2 separate regions of the Zea mays genome follow, and region 1 is linked to region 2. Evidence: chromatin contacts called from public Hi-C data. All regions are on one chromosome and are shown on one strand. The core of a region is the stretch at or near the end of the contact, and the rest is flanking DNA. Distances in the headings are between cores, read along the strand shown. Region 1 holds the start of LOC103641376 (Embryonic flower 1-like protein). Region 2 holds the start of LOC100280384.

What was found. A called contact is a pair of places that touch in the nucleus more often than the background predicts.
Region 1: a contact with region 2 is called in a Hi-C map of leaf, with 6 times the contacts expected there. The contact joins the promoter of LOC103641376 here to the promoter of LOC100280384 in region 2.

What each region holds. Positions count from the first base shown.
Region 1 is chr10:90,880,794-90,883,493 of Zm-B73-REFERENCE-NAM-5.0, reverse strand. It overlaps LOC103641376 (Embryonic flower 1-like protein), which reads right to left and starts at 1,341. Exons shown (of 5, transcript XM_008664727.3): 1 at 1-1,341.
Region 2 is chr10:90,417,933-90,420,632 of Zm-B73-REFERENCE-NAM-5.0, reverse strand. It overlaps LOC100280384, which reads left to right and starts at 1,272. Exons shown (of 5, transcript NM_001153309.2): 1 at 1,272-1,443; 2 at 1,631-1,856. The coding sequence starts at 1,378. It also overlaps the pseudogene LOC100384025.

The DNA.
Region 1 (2,700 bases), core at 92-2,591, 460 kb before region 2:
ATAGAAACTATAGCGATGCATATGGGCAACTAACTAGTGTATTTATTAATTGATAGTAGAAGCGGAAAATCTCGCAAATGAACCCCGTACAATGTTTTCTGGAGATATCATCCAAGTATAATATATTGAATTACGTATCGATCCAATGGCTTTAATAGGTAGAGATGGAGATGCATGTAGGTTGGACGAATTCGAGTGAGAACCCTTGATCAACGTCCCGTAGGCGATGGGTAGCTAGATATAACTTAATTAATACTTGCAGAGTTTCAATGAAAGAATCAAAATTTGATTTGAGAATTAAATATAGTCATAGAATTGAAGGCTCATGACGTAGATTTACCTGGATCTGCTAGCTCTATCATATCAATAGTAAGGCATGTTAGCTGGATGCCACCGAAAAAGATAAGATTCGGGGCACTTAATTAATGCCCCACCAACGTCAGATTATATGGCAATGACTGTTTGCAATGTATCTTTTGGGATTAATAGAGAAATGAGTGGGAAAAAGAGTCTTAGTGAAATTAGTATATGGTATTGCCATGACAATTGAATTACGTCTCGATCCACTGGCTATAACGGATAGATGGAGATGTAGGCTAGGTGACTTCATGTGAGGATCCCTGATAAAGCTTCTGTAGGCGATGGGCATATGGCTACATCTAACTTACTTGCTAAGCTTTCACAACGGAATCAAAATTTGATTTCCAAATTAAATATAGTTGCAAGATCTAAGGCATACAACATGGATTTACCTGGATATGTTATTAACTTCATGACATCAACAAGAAGGCATGTTAGCTGGACTACCACTAGGAAAAATTCGGTTGAGGTGCTTAATTAATGACCCTCCAACGTCATGTTAGCTGGCAATGGTTGTTGGCTATGTATCTGACAGCTAGTTTCGATTAACAGAAGAGAGTGGGACAAGAAGTCTTACTGAAATTAACAAGAATGTGTAGAAAGCTGGCTTATGATGTGTGAATTTACTTGGATCTGCTAGCTTTAGGATATCAACCTGGGAGCATGTTAGGTGAACAACCACTAGGAAGTACTAGGTTGGTGCGCTTTAGACTAATGTTCCGCCAACATCAAGTTAGCTAGCAATGATCATTAGCGATGTATATGATAACTAGTTGGGATAAATAGAAGAGGCAAGTGGGGCAGAGAGTATTACTGAAATTATCAATAGTGTATAGAAGCTAACTAATGGTGTGGATTTACCTGTATATGCTATCTTTAGAATATCACCAGGGAGGCATGTTAGTTGGACTGCCACCAGGAAAGATCGGGTATTGGGGTGCTTAATAATAATTGTCCCACCAGCGTAAGGTTAGCTGTAATGACCGTTGGTGGAGTTTCCGACTATTGGGTTTAATAGAGAAGAGGCAAGTGTTGGCCTTACTAAAATTAATAAGGTTGTATAAAAAGTTAACTTATGATGAGGATTTACCTGTATCTAAGCTTTATGATATCAATAATGCAACATGCTTGCTGGACTACCACTAGATAAAGATCGAGTTGTGGTGACTAAGCAATGTCTGCTAGCACCCTTAGGTTAGCTGGCAATAACATTTGGTGACATATTTGACAACTACGGTTACAAAAAAGACAAGTGGGATAGGGAATCCTACTGAAATTAACATGGGTGTATAGAAGCTGGCTTATGCTGTGAATTTGTCTATATCTTCCAACTTGCCGATATCAATACCGAGTCATGCTGACTAGTTAAACCACCACTAAAAAAGATTGAGTTGGAGTGCCTACTCCATATAATGCCAGTGTGAGAGTTAATTACTCATAGTCAGATAGTGGAAACATATTGGTAGTTGAGATGATTTTTGGAGACATACTGATAGTGGAGATGGAAGAGCGATGGAGTGGTGAAACTAAATGATGTTAATTACAAATAAGAGTGTGTATAGAAGCTGGAAAATTGACGATGGATGTATAATTTTGATGAGAGGAGCATAAATTGTATTGATAAGGAAAGGTAGGGTGGTAGAGAGAATAGGGAGGACTATGGCTAAAAGGAATAAATTGCTCTAGCTAGATGATAGGATATAAGATCCAACAATTAAACATGAATGTATTATGCAAATCTCAAAAAATTTGATTTGAAAAAAAGAAGCAAAATTTACCTCATAAATAAATGGACACCTAAGTTAAGAAGTTTATATGAAGGACTAAAAGACTTATTTGAATGAATGACTTGGTTTTTAGCGGTAACTAAAACTAACAATCAGCAATGCATTTAAACTACTAGAACGTTAGTTTGTTTTTTTTTCCTTTACACACACACATATACATATACATACATATATATTTGCAAATAAAATTATATTAATTTACACTGTTTGGCTATAGATTTGGTTCAACTTTTTTTGATTATTTTAAAGAAATATGTTCGTTTAATAACTAGCAAAATACACAATCCTATTATAGACAAATTCGTTTATCACTTTCTTATATATATTCTTCGGCGCGGCGCATGCATAACTGCACATTTTGTTCTTATCTTATGCTACGTTGCGCACTGAAGCGTGTTGTGTGGATCCATTGATAGAACTACTACTCCAAGCAAGGTATCTTTTTTTTTTGTTGCAAATAATCTTGCCTTTCTACTTTTCATCTTTACTCATATTAATTGTGTCATAGAAAATATATATAGTTATGGATTAAGCTAGGATTGTAAACTGGCCT
Region 2 (2,700 bases), core at 23-2,522:
CATTGATCCCTTACTTTCCACGACTCGAAAAGAATCCTGAACCAAAAGATTCATGACATGTTACAACTTACAAGCCTTTGCCGTCGCATCTCCCATGCTTGCATGCTGTGTCCTGCAGACCCTGACGGCTCGCGGCGCCACCGCCACTGACACCAAACAAGGTCGATCCGGTTGCTCTCGACGAGTCCCTTGATGGACTTGTACCGAAGAACGTAGAGGTCATCAGCGACCAAGTCCACGACCTCCTCGCCTCTTCAAGGAGGGGGAGCGTCAAGGTCAGCAGAGCTTGAAGGGTGCAAGGCAAAGAGGTGGGTGGAGACGCGTGTTTGGGGCCGGGGCCACTTACATGTCATCTAGCTGGAACGCGCCTACGTCGCTCTTGGTCTTGCAGAAGACGAAGGTGTCCAGCTCAGGCTCCGGCACTGCAAAGACGGGTAGGGAGAAGAGCGTACGAGGAGCTGGATCTGCTCTCGGACGCGGGAAACGAGGGGCAAGTCGAAGCGGAGGATCTCCGGCGCGGCCTTCTCGTCGCGCCACGCCCGCTTGAGCAGCTCGACGTCCGTGGCCGCCGCCGCAGCAGCAGAGTCGTCGTCGTCGTCCCAGGAGGACATGGTCGTCTTGTTCCCCCTGTGTGTGTCCCTCTCTCGCTGGCGGCTCGGCGGATGCTGATGCCGACTACTCGGCGGGCGGGGGCGCTGTCGGTTCACTGCAGCCTGCAGGCGCGGCTCCTGGCGGGAATTTGGGGGCGCGCGCGCGGGGAGACCGCGGGAAACTCGCCATCTCTCTCTCTGTTTTTATTTTTCAGCGAAACCCAAGTTGGGCTAGACTAGTATGCTACCTGGGCCTTTTTGTCTTCTTTTTTTGGGCCTAGTAGGTTGGTTGCGCAGCTGAACTCGATCGGGTTCGGGTCGCGGCCCCGTCTTTTGAGGTGGGACCCACGAGTCACGGTCACAATCCAGTCCTGGTGGTCTCGCGCCTTCGTCCTGATCTCTCCCTGGTGGGCTGGAAAAAAAATATCAGACGCCGGTGGTGGTGGACTGCTGGTCCACCGTCCAGCGTCCACGCACACCCACGGGCCACGGCCCCAGCAGATTCCCCGAATCTTTGTCGCCCATCACAGAAAAGAAAAGAAACGCCCTCGACTTCCGGTCCGTCCGCACGCCCCGGCCAAAAATTCCCCAATCGCTCGTTTTCCACCGCCGCGGCGGGGCTAAATCGCCCGGTTTTCCCCAAGCCACCGTCGCTCCACGCCACCCCAGCGTCGCCGCCTCCACACGTTCGTCCCCGGTAACACCCGTTTTTATCCGTCCTACCACCCCGCACGCCCGCTCGCCTCCTCCTATCGTCGCATCTCTCCACGGCCGCGAGCAGCAATCGATGGTGGGGGACCTGTCCCTCCTCGCCGTCGCCTCCGCCTCCCCCGTCGTCCTCCCGCCTTCCAAGGTACGCGCGCGGGCCTCCTCCCCCCTCCCCCCCCCTCGCGCCCGGGCTGTCGTCGGTCAACTGCCTGTGCCGGTGGGGCGGGCGATGGCCGCCTGGTTCCTGACTGGTTCGGCTATGGCTTACCAGTTGCGATTTCGGTTCGCTGTGGCTGACGGATTCCGGGATTCGTGGTGTCACGATGAAACAGGAGCTCCATGGCGTGCTTCCTCTCCAGGGTAAGAGACCGCAGGACGCCGGCGTGCAGCTCTGCGCGCCGTTGCAGCAGCATCCGCCCCACCATCTAGAGGCGGTGCCTTACCACCAGGGCCAGCCCGTGCAGATGGTCGTGCCCGGCAACCATCAGGGACAGGCCCTCCCGGCGGCCTACCAGGCCATCACGATGCCCGACACGGCCGTGCTCATCGACGTGCAAGGTTCGTGTACTTATTGCGGCTGCTGGAGTGCTGGCTTCTCTTGCACATTATCATATCCTTACATAAGCCCTGTTTGGCACAACCGCTGCCGGCTAAAAAAGCAGCTTATCCGATAATCTGGTGAAAAACAACTTCTTACCTATTGTCTGCTTTTAGTCCATTCTGATAAGCAGCTGAATTAATAATCTGCTGTAGAAGCTCCATGTTTGATATAACTTCTGCTTAAATCTGTGAAGAAAAATATATGAAGAAGCTGAAAATAAGTTGTGCCAGACAGGTCCATAGTACCTTCTTTCGCAATTGAGTGATCTGAATGTCAGCTTCAGCTTAGGAGCCTAGGACTTCTAGAATAAATTGATGTGTGTTAGGGTGGGTCTAAGTTTGGTCGTTACCGGCCGTGGTGGAGCAGGCAATGGGTACTGACGGGCTCGATTCCAACACGGGTCGGTTCGACCAGTCAATCGATGGGCATGCCACGATCGCGTTAGAGTCGAACTGGTCAGTACCGACCTGCATGCTAGAGATCGGACGATATCGAACGCTTGTTGCCACGTGTCATCTCCTGATTGGATCGTGCCATTTTGAACATTTGAAGTTTAAAAAAATTCTAGATCCACCCTGTAACTAGAGGGCGGTGTTTGGTTTCATTCGCACCCGCACTCTCCAATTCACCTGTCTTCCCTTTGTATTGGAGTCTCCCACTATCTATTTTAATATGGATCCCAAGTGGAGTTCGGATTTCTAAACCTTCCCCGACTTGCCTAATAAGCAATCTCTACAATATCCCGAGACCCCTACCGGTGTGAGGCTGGTCTTCTTCGATGTTCTTTCTCCAATACATCGT